Linked DNA regions of Mus musculus: all the other regions are linked to region 1. The links are chromatin contacts, called in public ChIA-PET and HiChIP or PLAC-seq maps. All regions are on one chromosome and are shown on one strand. Each heading gives the region's core, a stretch centred on a gene start, on an enhancer-like site or on the middle of the called end of the contact. The rest is flanking DNA. Distances are from core to core; before and after follow the strand shown. Region 1 holds the start of Polr2a (polymerase (RNA) II (DNA directed) polypeptide A). Region 2 holds the start of Aloxe3 (arachidonate lipoxygenase 3). Region 3 holds the start of Borcs6 (BLOC-1 related complex subunit 6). Region 4 holds the start of Psmb6 (proteasome (prosome, macropain) subunit, beta type 6).

Evidence for each region. ChIA-PET counts read pairs in DNA pulled down with a chosen protein or histone mark. HiChIP or PLAC-seq counts read pairs in DNA pulled down with a chosen protein or histone mark.
Region 2: a FOXA1 HiChIP or PLAC-seq map of pancreatic cancer cells shows a contact between it and region 1. The contact joins the promoter of Aloxe3 here to the promoter of Polr2a in region 1. A contact is called at or near these places in 6 of 39 promoter capture datasets (cranial neural crest, embryonic stem cells, liver and 2 more), 2 of 484 Hi-C or Micro-C datasets (cortical neurons and regulatory T cells) and 7 of 115 datasets of contacts at active chromatin or transcription factors (the NIH/3T3 cell line, astrocytes, bone marrow-derived macrophages and 4 more).
Region 3: a contact with region 1 is called in an RNA polymerase II ChIA-PET map of memory CD8 T cells, with 45 read pairs. The contact joins the promoter of Borcs6 here to the promoter of Polr2a in region 1. A contact is called at or near these places in 5 of 39 promoter capture datasets (the C10 cell line, cranial neural crest, hippocampal neurons and 1 more), 1 of 484 Hi-C or Micro-C datasets (cortical neurons) and 7 of 115 datasets of contacts at active chromatin or transcription factors (the SCID.adh cell line, astrocytes, embryonic stem cells and 4 more).
Region 4: an RNA polymerase II ChIA-PET map of memory CD8 T cells shows a contact between it and region 1, with 7 read pairs. The contact joins the promoter of Psmb6 here to the promoter of Polr2a in region 1. A contact is called at or near these places in 1 of 39 promoter capture datasets (liver) and 2 of 115 datasets of contacts at active chromatin or transcription factors (astrocytes and memory CD8 T cells).

What each region holds. Positions count from the first base shown.
Region 1 is chr11:69,756,569-69,760,031 of GRCm38.p6, forward strand. It overlaps Polr2a (polymerase (RNA) II (DNA directed) polypeptide A), which reads right to left and starts at 2,065. Exons shown (of 29, transcript NM_001291068.1): 1 at 1,563-2,065. The coding sequence starts at 1,655. It overlaps Slc35g3 (solute carrier family 35, member G3), which reads right to left. Exons shown (of 2, transcript NM_019871.2): 2 at 3,316-3,463.
Region 2 is chr11:69,124,823-69,128,330 of GRCm38.p6, forward strand. Aloxe3 (arachidonate lipoxygenase 3) reads left to right here and starts at 1,555. Exons shown (of 15, transcript NM_011786.2): 1 at 1,555-1,727; 2 at 2,504-2,708. The coding sequence starts at 1,581. n-TKctt27 (a tRNA gene) reads right to left here and starts at 426; the gene lies at 354-426.
Region 3 is chr11:69,058,104-69,061,443 of GRCm38.p6, forward strand. It overlaps Borcs6 (BLOC-1 related complex subunit 6), which reads left to right and starts at 1,672. Exons shown (of 1, transcript NM_028005.3): 1 at 1,672-3,340. The coding sequence starts at 1,695. The coding sequence ends at 2,777.
Region 4 is chr11:70,523,620-70,526,836 of GRCm38.p6, forward strand. It overlaps Psmb6 (proteasome (prosome, macropain) subunit, beta type 6), which reads left to right and starts at 1,738. Exons shown (of 6, transcript NM_008946.4): 1 at 1,738-1,876; 2 at 2,266-2,333; 3 at 2,675-2,806; 4 at 2,925-3,054. The coding sequence starts at 1,778.

The DNA.
Region 1 (3,463 bases), core at 815-3,314:
CTAGCATGCACAAGGCTGACTTTCAGTCCCAGCAAAATTCAGCCTGGGCTATGAGCTCCAGGATAGCCAGTGCTACATACAGAGACCCTGCTTCAAAAGCAAAACAGAACAAAACCCTGAAAAATCAAACCCTGTCCATCACAGTACAAATTTGTTTCCCAATATACTTATTTTAGTTCTGTTCTAGAGCCTCTGATAAAAGTGGCCCATGTCTGCCTTACTCTTTTAGTACAATGCTTAGCTTACTGTAGGATCATCAGAAAATTTACCTTTATTTATTAATGTAAGGTTTGTCCTCTGGTATCAGCTCCCCTAAAATCCTGTTCTTTCTTAATGTTTTATTACTTTAATTATCTGGAATTTATTTTGTGTCGGTCTGTGAGGTCTTGGATGTCCAGAAACCTGATGTAGGGCTTTGTTTTTTTTTTTTTAAGATTTATTTATTATATGTAAGTACACTGTAGCTGACTTCAGACACTCCAGAAAAGGGCATCAGATCTCATTACAGATGGTTGTGAGCCACCATATGGTTGCTGGGATTTGAACTCATGACTTTCGGAAGAGCAGTCAGTTCTCTTACCTGCTGAGCCATCTTACCAGCCCTGATGTAGGTTTTTCTGTTTTTTCTTTTGAGTTCTGCTATAGTTGAGCCCTTACCCCAACAGGACTGCCTCAGTCTAGAATCAGCTGTTTAATTCCACTCTCTATTCCTCTCAGGAGGAAGAAGTCCAAGTCTCCAAAAGCTATCCCTTGTCTATCCTCACCCACTTCACATCAGCTCTTTACGGAGCTTCTGTACATGCGTGTGTGTATAAGTTACTACTGTCACCTTTATAATTACCCAGTGGTTTCCTACTGAAAACAGAAATTTGGACTCTCTAGAGCGTAATTTACAATATCCCGTGCTTCTTCAGTGCACTCTCCGCACCCACTAACCCTGCCTGCCCCAACACTGGCTTTTCAGTCTCTAGAATACAAGTTTATTTCCCTCTCAGTCCCATGACACTTGTTTCCTCCACCTAAAAAAATAGCTCTGATGACTGATATTACTTGGGAATGTCACCATCCCTGGCAAGTATGTCTTCCAAACCCTGACACCATTCAATTTCAGTGACTTCTTACAGCATTTCCTCATTTTGCTTTAATCTAGGTACTTATTTTTGCTCATTTCTTTTTGTTCTTAAGCTCTCTTCTCTGTTTTTCCCATAGTGTTTTAGAAGGTAGAGTTTCTGTTATATTTATTGTGCAGCTGTGTTCCTAGTGTCTGATTACTGTCACATAGCAGGATGCTCAATATTGGTGAAAGAACTAAAACTGGGGATCCACTTCCTGTACAACTTTCAACCCTGTCTCGTTGAACCGCAGCAATGCTCAAGTATGGAAACATCTTTCTTCTCTGTCCAGTCAAGCACTCATCTCAGGCATAGCATTTCGCTTGTTTAAGTCCTGGCATAATTTAACTTTTGAAGGCTGGACCCCCGCACAACATCAGCATCACTGACCCATCTTCCCAGAGGATCATCAGCCAAAGGCATAGCAGAGAGACGGGCGGACTATCTTACCAATTCATCCGGACTCAGGACTCCGAACTGCACTCTCTTGATGGTGCGCAGCGGGCATGCGCTGTCCCCGGAGGGGGGGCCACCCCCGTGCATGGCGAGGCAGGCGCGCTGCGCAGGCGCAAACCTCGCTACAAAAAGCCTGCGCCACCGCCGCCTAAGTGCTCAGAACCCGTCCGGGCGGCCACCAGGAAAGACCTCCCGGGATAGGGAGGGAAAGGCTGGAGGAGGGAAAGGTGGGGGAGGGGGGAAGGGGGGGGGAAGGCAGAGGAACGAAAAGGGCTGAAAGAAAGCCTTTTCTCCCTTTCCGGAGATTCGTCGGCTCCCAAAAAGGAAACAAAAGAAGGGAGGAGAGGAGGAGGTTTTGGGAGGGAGGAAGAAGAAAAGGGGTAACGAATAAATAAGTAACCGGGATCCTGAACGGCAGAGGTTACGGCAGTTTGTCTCTCCCCCTTCCGGGAGCCACCTTCTTCTCCAACCGTCCCGGTCGCGCTCTCGGCGCTTCTGAGGAGAGAACTGGCTGAGTGACGCCCTTTATAGATTCGCCCTTGTGTCCCGCCCCTTCCTTTCCCGCCCTCCCTTGCGCTACGGGGCCGCCCGCACCGGCCTACACGGAGCGCGCGCGGCGGAGTTGTTGACGCTAGGGCTCCGGCTCCCTGGTTGGGTGTTCTTTCTGACGCGACAGGAGGAGGAGAATGTTCCTGGTCCTGTCGTCCTCCTTTCGGGTTTCCCGTGCACTCAAACCGAGGACTTACAGAACGGAGGATAAAGTTAGGCCATTTTTACTCAGCTTCGGAGTTCAGGCTCATTTTCAGCTAAAGTCTCTCATTAGTATCCCCCCACACACATCGGGAAAATGGTTTGTCCTACGCATCGGTAATGAAGGCGGGGCCCTTCGGGTCCTCCGGAGCGGGTTCCGGGGGTGGGGGGAAGGAGGGAGGGACGGGACGGGCCTCGTTCATGAATATTCAGTTCACCGCTGAATATGCATAAGGCAGGCAAGATGGCGCGTCCAATCAATTGGAAGTAGCCGTTATTAGTGGAGAGGCCCCAGGACGTTGGGGCACCGCCTGTGCTCTAATAGCTTTACGGAGCCCTGGCGCTCGATGTTCAGCCCAAGCTTTTCCCGAGCCCGGAGGCCTATTCTGAAAGTAGAATGGCTGCTACCCAGGAGCCGCAGATCACGCGACCGTGACAATCTGAGAAAAGCAGATTAGCGGTGGGGCAGAATAGGGATGTCTTGGGGAATTCGGGGTCAAGGAAACCCTACACCTTTCAGACGACTTCAGAAATAAGGTGGCGGCTGAGTGTTTCAAGGGAATCTCCCAAAAGAGCATGTTTCCACTCCTTTTCAAAGCAAAGCCAACTGCTCAGCCAACCACAGTGATTCATTCATGCTTGATGTCAGCGTTACATCACCGCTCGGACAGGGAGCACCACCACTGAGGAAAGCAAAATACCTTCCAAAGGAAAGGAAACACGCCCCTCCCCCAGTGCTGGCTGTTCGCCTGACAAGCTGCATTCTTCGTTCTTCATCTCCAGCGCTCTTCTCTTTCCTGCCTGTGGGATTAATCCCCTTGACCCACTACCAGGCTTCCTTAGTCCTCTGGATCTGAGACCTCGCTGCTGAGTGATGCCCTTATTCCCTGTTCCCAGCCCCAATTCCATACCCTGGTTCCTGTACATGCTCCCGGTCTCTCCTCTCCACTTAGTCCCAAGTCACCCTTGAATCCTAGGGCATCTCTCTCCACACCAGTTTTTTGCTTTAATATATATTTTTTATTTTGTGTGTAAGCACGCCACAGCGAATGTATAGAGAGAATAATCTGTAGGAGTCGGTTCTCTCCATCTACCATATAGATCAGGCTTGGTAGCATTAGCCTCTATCTGCTGAGCTATCTCAC
Region 2 (3,508 bases), core at 305-2,804, 630 kb before region 1:
TTCTTCTAAACATGAAAATTAAGGAAGATAATTTAAAAATTCGTTAAAATGCGGATTTTAAAACACCAATTAGGGTTAAAATAAGATTTTCAAATATTGTAGTAAATGAAGTATATTATTAATATTAATAATATTAACTTCCCCATTTTCTTTTTACTCTCTTTGATGTATTCCTCGTTTGTATAGCTAGTACTTTAACGTAATGCTGTTCCCTCTTCTGATTGTTCGGAACTTACGTTCAATTTACATTTCCTTTTAAAAAGAATGCAATTACTTTGTTATTATAGAGCTATTGTCAAACAAGACAGCCTAACAATAGTGTTTGTAAGTGCAGATTCCCACAAAAAGCTAAGCGCCCGAACAGGGACTTGAACCCTGGACCCTCAGATTAAAAGTCTGATGCTCTACCGACTGAGCTATCCGGGCTCTTAGCAAAGCTCTCCACTTTTGCCTAAATGAATTTATTATGATACCTACGTATTCTTGTGTGTATTTAAAGGATGAAGTTCGTTTTTGTCCGAGACTCTGACTTACTGAAACCTAGTCGCTAACGCCTCGGCTTTTATTAGAAGTTAAGGAGGGCAGGAGCGCCACTCAAGCAGGAATCTAGAGGTGCCTAGACCAGCCACGCGGGGCCGCTGCGGGCCACAGGTTTCCCCGGTAGAGTCTATTTTTTTTCTTCCCTGGTCCTTGTGACCTATATCTTGGACACCTAGGGCATACAGGGTGCCTCCCACGGTTCAGCAGGCTGGCTGAGGGAGGACCTGGAGCGTAAAGAATGTCACATGAGGGCCTCCAGATGCTGTCGGGCAGGCTTCCACTCACTTGGCAGGCAGGTCCTATCTCAAAGGAGTGATTGAGGTCGGGAATAACAAAAACTGGAGACAGAGAGAAGACTAGACTTTAGGAGGAGATGGGTGGGTCGGTGGCAGGAAGGAGAACATGATGGCCTTGTCACGTGCTAAGATGTGTGTTATTCACTTGATTGTTGATGAGGTCACCTGGCATTTATGAATTGGTGCAGCTTTCCGATGCACGGTGTGATTCACGTGGGTGATTCACATGTAGGAATTCTGGTGTTCTGGTGCCCATTTCTGGTTTGGAAATAGGAGGAAAAGGCTCTAGGTGGAATCTGGGGAATGGGTGAACATGGGCTTCAGGACATTAGTCAAGCCACTGATCAGACACAAAGTAGTGTCCCAACACGCGTCACCTCCTCCCTGTCTTCCACTTGCCACTTGGTCCCTCCTTCCTTATTCCCTCCCTCACCAATGGGCCCAGGCTTCTGATATCCATCTGGATGAGCCAGCCAGAGGGACAGGCTGTGTCAGAGGCATGCAAACAAGTATTAGGGTGCAAGTCGGTGGGTGGGGATAGTACTCCCGAGCTACCAGCGGAGCTGCCGTGAGAGATCGAGAAAGAGAGAGAGCGCGCGCGAGCCCAGGAACGTCCTAGAGCTGGATCCTTCCTCAGGCCCACCCTTCCCCAGCCCCCAGCCTCCTGCCCAGGAGCTGACTCTCTCTTACCTGTAGCGTACCTTCTCTAGGCTAGCTACTGGTTTGGGGTTATTGGGTCCAGTCATGGCAGTATATCGGCTGTGTGTGACCACTGGTTCCTACCTGAAGGCTGGCACATTGGATAACATCTATGCTACATTGGTAGGCACCTGTGGTGAAAGCCCTAAGCAGAAGCTGGATCGCGTAGGCAGGGACTTCGCCTCTGGATCGGTGAGTACAGAGGAGAGATGGGGAACCTGAAGGAAGTGAGGATTATTCTTGTTGGATTCGTCAAGTCCTGCTGAACTCAGGATGCCTGCTATGTCCTGTGATCATTTTCTTTGACATCCCTGACTTTTGGGAGACGATAAACCATACCAATTGTTCTGAGACAGGGCTGTGGGGAAGGGCATTTGGAATGGATTCTGGGGACTTCCCCTAACTTCCTGGCTTCTCCTATCATTGTTGTTATTGTTATTATTTTCTGTGGTTTTTCCAGACAGGGTTTCTCTGTGTAGCCCTGGCTGTCCTAGAACTCTCTGTGTAGACCAGGCTGGCCTTGAACTTAGCAATCTGACTGCCTCTGCCTCCTGAGTGCAGGGGGAATTAAAAGCCACCACTGCCTGGCCTGGCTCCTCCCCTAATTGACACTAGGCTTTGACCAAATTGATTCCTCTGATCAGATCATGGGTCTCCTGTTCTTTGGGAGGGGTCTGCTTTGTCGGTCGCTAGTTTAGTTTGCTAATGACCCTACATGAAAGTGAACTACTGGCAGTGAGGGTAGGAATCCCTACAAAAATTCACTCAGGCACTGAGTATGGTGCCTGCTCCTCTCTGGATGGAGACGGGCTCTTTCTCTCAATCACACAAAGGAACCACATGGATCAACGACTGCTCAGGCCAATATCCCAGAAAGGTAGCGGTGTTGATGCACACTTCAGAGTGCAAAGATGTCCTCGACAGTTCCTGGTTGCTCAAAGGCCTGCTTGCTGCTTCCCTCACTCCAGGTTCAGAAGTATAAGGTGCGCTGTGAAGCAGAGCTGGGTGAGATCTTGCTGTTGCGCTTACACAAGGAGCGCTTTGCTTTCTTCTGCAAGGACCCTTGGTACTGCAGTCGAATCTGTGTCACTGCCCCCGATGGCTCTGCTGTCCACTTTCCCTGCTACCAGTGGATCGATGGCTACTGTACTGTGGAGCTGCGGCCAGGAACAGGTGGGCAAGGGACAGAGACTGCACAGTACTGCAGAGGCTTCGTGTGAGGTTAGGAATGGAGTCTCACAGAACTCGGCGCGTAGGGAATGTGACTGGGGTTAGGAATGCCGGGATCCCAAAGCAACAGTGTCTGATAAAGAGCACTGCTAAAGTCCTGACATGCAAGAGCTTCCTGGGTAGTGTTTATTGTTCTGGAGGTACACACAGACAGGCTCACACAGACAGACGGACACAGATAAGCACACACAGAGAGACTCACACTCCCATAGCAGGCAGCTAATGGTATCCCTCTGCATTTCTCCAGAATATGGTCTTCTGGAACTCAGAAAGGAATAAACGTACAAGCTAGATCTCAACAGGTAGAAAAGCCATGAATATTTAGAGAATTAACCTGCAAAGATCCTGTACCTTACTTTTTTCTAGCTTTTCTGGTGGGGATGAAGGGTCTGGGAAGTGAGTTAGGCTCTTTTGTTGAATTTTGGATTTCAAGGATACTGGTTTGAGCCCTTTCTTGCCTCCAGAACTCTTTGTTCCAAAGACGTAACACTGGGATTTTGTGTGTGTACAAGTATGCACGCGTTGTGTGTGTGTATGTTATGATAAGTCTCAGAGATGAGAGATGGGTGTCTGTGTTAGAGTGAGGTGAGTGAACATCATTCCACAGTCTACAATGACCTTTTCATTGACTTTACTATCAATCTCCACTCATCATCAGAGAACATGATGGCTTTATTAAAATGTATTGATCCAGTAGTTATCAAGTGTATGCTGAGTATCCTAGCATAGCCAGGCACCAAGCT
Region 3 (3,340 bases), core at 422-2,921, 700 kb before region 1:
TAGCAGTAGTAATAGTAGTAGAAAACAAAAGACTTGCAAAAGATGGCTTCTTTTGAAGGAAAAAGAGCTCAAGAAACGAGCAAGGAACACAAGAATAAAGACAGGGCTGGGCATGGTGCCGCACGCCTTTAATCCCAGCACTTGGGAGGCAGAGGCAGGCGAATTTCTGAGTTTGAAGCCAGCCTGGTCTACAAAGGCCCAGGGCTACACAGAGAAACCCTGTCTCGAAAAACAAACAAACAAACAAAACAAAACAAATTTAAAAAAGAATAAAGACAGGGTGAAGGGATGCAAAAAAAAAAAAAAAAAAACAGGAAGATTCTGCAATTACTAGCCACAGTGATTGTGCACACTTTCCACACAGGATTCAGTTTCAAAAACAGGAACAGGTGTCCTTCTGCCTTTAACCCCAGCCAGAACTTGGGAGGCAGAAGCAGAAAGATCTCTGTGATGTGAGTTTGAGGGCAGCCTGGTCTACAAAGCTACTTCCAGGACAGCCGGGGGTATACAAAGATTCTAAACCAAGGAAGAATATTAATTCATTGTTTTGCTAACTAGAAGGGTCCCAGAGCTTTGGCTGTGTTGCAGTTGACGACTTTTCTACCATTTGATTCCTGTCCCACGGCCCTTGGAAAGACTCTCCATCTGTTACAGAAACCACAGTGCCCTGGGAATGTGGCCCGGGGGTCCTGAATCTTCGATCTGGATGTTGTTAATCCTCTCCCTTCTCATTTATTTTAGCCCTGGTGTCTTCTCTCTGTCCTTCCCCCACACTCCGTACCCCAGCGTTTCTTGTTTATATCAAACCTCTTTGCCTCTGAGGTTTCCTCCCTCTGTCAGCAAGCTGAGTTGATGCCCTTGATAGTTCCCATCAGAGACCTTTCCCGACCGAGGCCTCATCTAACTAGTCCTTCTTACTCTCAATCACAGCCCTTTATTTTCCCGAGCGTGCTTATCAAAACGTCTGATTCTTTCACCTATGGAATATTTTCTCTTGTGACAACAAACAAACAAACAACCCTCAATATTATCCTCCAATGAGAGAAATGCTCTACGCAGAGGGGACAGGAGGCCGAAGAGTGACAAAAGCACAGGAAAGTCCACGACCTGCAATTCCCCTGCACAGTGAGTCACTCTGGGCGCTTCAACGATCAGTCTGTCAATGTTTCAAGGATGGAACCAATCAGCCCCGTTCCGCTGGGAATTCCGGCTTTCTCTCTCTTGGCGCTGCTGTTTTTCTTTCTCGGTTTTCTAGCTCGGTTCGGTCCAACCCTGAGCATCCAAGAACCCCTAGAGCTTCCAAAAACGATCCCCGGTGGAGTGCGACTGCTCGGCGGTAATTCCGGACGACACCACCGTGGACATAGAGCCTAAGCTCCGCCCCGGTGGGACTCCGGCGCTCCGGGGCTCGGGTCTTTTAAGACCCGCCCCCTCAACTTTCCGAAGGGGCGGGGCCCCGCGCACAGCTGTCACCCCGGAGCTGCCACCCGACTGGCTTTCACTTGTGTTCTGCAGTTCAATAACAGCCCTCCTCCCGGAACTTCCTGGGGTGGCGACCAATCACAGAGCTCTTCCTGTCCGGACCATTATCATCCGGCTGCCAATCGGCGCGCCTCCGCCAACGCCCCTTAAAGGCGCCGCCGCTGACCGGGGAGCCCGGCGGACGACTCGCGGTTCCGGCCCCCACCCTCAGTATGGAGGCCGCCCAGGGGCGGCTCGGGCCGGAGCCGGAGCTTTCGGTCGGAGCTGAGCACCAGGCCGCGACTTTCAGCGGCAGGCCGTCCCGAACGCCCTCGAAGCCGCCCTCAGTCCGGACGCTGTCCGGGGAGGAAGAGGCTGAGAGCGTTGGGGTCTCGAGCCGTCATCCCCGAGCGTCCCCAAAGACTTGGAGCGGCAGCATCGCCCATGGGCCGGAGCTGGACACTTGGGAGGACAAGCCGAGCTCCCGGGCGACGCCGTCAGGGGCCCGGGGACGCCGGGGGGTGCCAGGTTCCGAGCACGCCCCGCCCCCGTCCTCCTGGTACCCGGAGCCGGAGCCCAGCGAGGATCAGCCCTCCGCTCTGAGGGTCTGCCGTCGAGGGAGCCCCGGAGGCGTCGAGATGAATGTGGAGCTGCCGCAGCAAGAGGGTGACGACGACGACGACGAGGACGAAGAGGCGGCGGCGGGTAGGGCTGGCCGCTCCTTCCCCAGCCGCCTTCAGGACAGCCGCAGCCTGGACGGGCTGAGTGGGGCGTGCGGTGGAGGGGGGTCTTCATCCAGTGGCGAGACCGGCGCGGGCGGAGGACGTCGCGCCACTATCTCCAGCCCCCTAGAGCTGGAGGGCACGGTGAGCCGCCACGGCGACCTTACTCACTTTGTGGCCAACAACCTACAACTCAAGATCCGACTGAGTGGCGCCCCACCACCCGTTCCCCCTGCCTCTGTGCGGCCCTGCCTAACGCCCGCACCCACCCCCACCATCCCTCCCATCGACCCGGACGTGCTGAGGGATCTGGAGCGGCTGAGTCGCGAGCTGGGCGGCCGGGTAGACCGTCTGCTTCGCGGGCTGGGTGGTGCGGTGCAAGAGCTGACAGCGTTGAGTGTGGGCTGTATCCAGACCTACCGCGACGCGGTGGACTCCTTAGGTGAAGCCGTGGACATGAGCATTAAGGGCATGTACACCTTACTTGCGCGCTGCGAGGAGCTGGAACGGGCTTTGCAACCGGTTCAGGGGCTGGCACGCCAAGTCCGAGATATCCGACGCACGCTGGAGGTGTTGGAGGCCCTATGCAAGTGACCAGGAGCATAGAGGAGAGACCATGCGTAACCTGGCCAGACCAGGGTCCAGTAGGACCCTCAGGATTCTTCAAAGAGCCCTGGTGGAAACTGCTTGCTGAGGGGATGCCTGTACGTTAGAGGTTCTTCCACAAGCGTTTAGGAGGCCTGTGCCCATTCTAAGCCTATGGAGTGTGAATGGGGAAGTTGTGAGGATTCTCCTGGTGAAAAGGGATGTAGCTCTGCTTTTATTCAGTTGGCCATCTATAGCTACCCTGTTCTTCCTGACCCTTCTCCCTAAGCTAGAACACCGTCCATGGGAATACAGGCCCTTAGATCTCTGCTGGAGGGTGGGGCAGACACGAATGTGTGATCAGAGAGACCTCAGCCCCGCTGCGGCTATCCGGATCCCAATGGTCACACACCTCAAGTGCCAGGGGCTTTAGGAACTTGAGCGGTTCTTGCCCACACACCATGCGAGGGTGAGGGCGCAACATCTGCATAACCTCCCGCTTCTTTCCTCTGGTCCCCTAAAATGCCACGGGGTGGAGGAGCACATTTCATGATGGAGGGAGAGCGGTGGGG
Region 4 (3,217 bases), core at 488-2,987, 770 kb after region 1:
AATACATAAATCTTTTTTTTTTTTTTTTTTTTTTTTTTTTTGGAGACAGGGTTTTTCTGTGTAGCCCTGGCTGTCCTGGAACTCACTCTGTAGACCAGGCTGGCCTCGAACTCTGAAATCTGCCTGCCTCTGCCTCCCAAGTGCTGGGATTAAAGGCGTGCACCACCACGCCCAGCTTTTTAAAAAATCCATATATCTGATGTTTCTACCTAAATATAAAAATAACACAATACAATAATTAAAAACTCAAGCAATTCTTTTTTAAAATTGACAAAGATCTTGAATGGACATTGCTGCAAAGAAGATACACAAAGAACTCACTAGCCATGGAAATATGCTTAACTAATTATTCGGGGAAAACAAATCAAAATCATACACTCACGTCCACATGCACTAGAATGGCACGATTTTTTTTTATTCTACAAACCATATTTAATTATAAAATCAAGAATTTTAGTATACAAGAATTGAGTTGGCCCAAGTATTTATATAAAGAACCAACCTACATAATTCATTAGACAAGAAATGATTTCTTCATTGTAATGACTCTTTTTTTTTCCATATTTTTTTATTGGGTATTTATTTCAATTACATTTCCAGTGCTATCCCAAAAGTCCCACACACGCTCCCCCACCCACTCCCCTACCCACCCACTCCCACTTCTTGGCCCTGGCGTTCCCCTGTACTGAGGCATATAAAGTTTGCACGACCAATGGGCCTCTCTTTCCACTGATGGCCGACTAGGCTATCTTCTGATTCATATGCAGCTAGAGACACGAGCTCCAGGGGGGGTATTGGTTAGTTCATATTGTTGTTCTACCTATAGGATTGCAGATCCCTTCAGCTCCTTGAGTACCTTCCCTAGCTCCTCCATTGGGGGCCCTGTGATCCATCCAATAGCTGACTGTGAGCATCCACTTCTGTGTTTGCCAGGCCCCGGCATAGTTTCACAAGAGACAGCCATATCTGGGTCCTTTTAGCAAAATCTTGCTAGTGTATGCAATGGTGTCAGCGTTTGGAAGCGGATTATGGGATGGATCCCCGGATATGGCAGTTTCTAGATGGTCCATCTTTTCGTCTCAGCTCGAATGGCACGATTTAAAATGTATTAAAAATATAATACATAGGTGAGAATGTGTAACGGTGGAAACCCTCAGATATGGCAGGGGTGATTGTCAAGGGGTATAGATGCTCCCAAAAAACAATTGTAGCTTCTTCAAAAGTTCTTGTGGGACCCGGGAAGTAGGTACCCCGGACTATTGAAAACACGACCTGACCATTCCAGTTTGTACTCTTATCTTGTGGGTTCTTTGAACTAGGACACCAATCAGGTTATAGTGTATCCAACCTGTTAACATTGCGACACAACGTTGTTATTTACAAAACCCACATACTTCAGACTATACAATCAAGTTACCAAAACAAACAAACGACCCCCCCCACACACACACACACACACCTAAAACCTTATAATGTAAATTAGGCTTCATTTCCAAGTATCCTTTGCCTCCGGGAGCCACAAGCCTCTGGTGAGGCAAATCTTTGAGAAGAGGCTCCGCCCTTTTCCCCCCTTCCTAGACCCGCCTCTTTTTTTTTTTTTTTTTGGTAATTTGACACACTGCCGTAAAGTGCCCACTGACTCTAACGACGAGTTCCTACCTCTGTCTTTTCCCTTCTGCCGTCAAGCAGCTTCGCTCCCAGAAGGCCACAGAGGCGGACTAAAGAGAGTGACGGAGCGCTTTACGACGGTTGCTTTGTGGCAGAGTAGCAGAGGAAGATGGCGGCCGCCTTAGCTGTTCGTCGAGCGGGGTCTGCACCGGCCTTTGGGCCGGAGGCTCTCACCCCAGACTGGGAAAACCGGGAAGTCTCCACAGGGGTGAGGAAAGAGCCAGAGTTCGGAAGACATGTACTAGGCCTGACGGGAGGAAAAACATGAAGCCCGAGTGGGTTTGACTGAGTGGGTTGGGGGGGGGGGAGCGCTGTGTTCTGCGAGAGGGAGAGGGATTCCTTGAATGCTGGCGTGGGGTGATACCTTTCGTGATGAGAGGTGAACAGTAGGCTGAAGCATAAGAGTCTGAATCCTGGGGTTTGGAGATTGTAGTTTTTATATTCTCTGACGTGTTGAGCCCCCTTAAGATTTGATAATAGGTTCGCGGAGCACGAATTTTGCATTATAAAATCCGGGTGAAGAATTATTGAGGTCGGTATATACTCGAGAATGCGGTAAGGCTAAAAGAGTTACCTTTTTTACACTATTCTTCCCAGACCACGATCATGGCTGTGCAGTTTAATGGGGGCGTGGTTCTAGGAGCGGACTCCAGGACAACCACTGGGTGAGCTCAAAACAGAAAGTCTTCCCGTTTCCCCTACTCCAAACATATACCATTCCTGCCTGTCAGCCCATCCTTACCCTCCTCAGACCACTGTGGCAAGAGAAGTTTCTCCACTACCTGGAGATAATAAGGACTTGTTCCTAATTCTGTGGTTTCCAGGCCCCCTCACCCTTTGGTGAACTACCAGTAAAGGTCTGTTCTCCATTCATCCGGCTTCATTTTCCATGAGGACTAGTAGGTGGTAGCAGTATTTGTATCCCTGGAGCTGCAGGGAGTAGACGGTGATGTGGTGGAGGAGGGAGGCAAGTGGGCTCCTTCTCACTGTTTCCGCCATCCTGCAGGTCCTACATCGCCAATCGAGTGACTGACAAGCTGACCCCTATCCACGATCACATCTTCTGCTGCCGCTCAGGCTCAGCCGCTGATACCCAAGCAGTGGCAGACGCTGTCACTTACCAGCTTGGTTTCCACAGGTACTTGTGGGCAGGGGAGGAACAACGACCCTGAAGGCTCTGGAACATAAGGCACTAAAAGGCCTGACTCCAGATCCTGATATTGCTTTGTTTGTGATCTTCCAACCCCACCTTCTAGTATTGAACTGAACGAGCCTCCACTAGTCCACACAGCCGCCAGTCTCTTTAAGGAGATGTGTTACCGGTACAGAGAAGATCTGATGGCAGGAATCATCATTGCAGGCTGGGACCCTCAAGAAGGAGGGCAGGTCAGGCCCTCCTCACCAGAGTACTGGAGTCACACCTCTGATGCTCCACCCCTTCGGCCATTTTGTTTGTCTGTCTGTCTGTCCGTCCTGTATGCATGTATCCTTATGGGTACATGTGTGTGGAGGCCAGAGGTGTGCCAGGGTTGTCTTCCTCATGAGACAG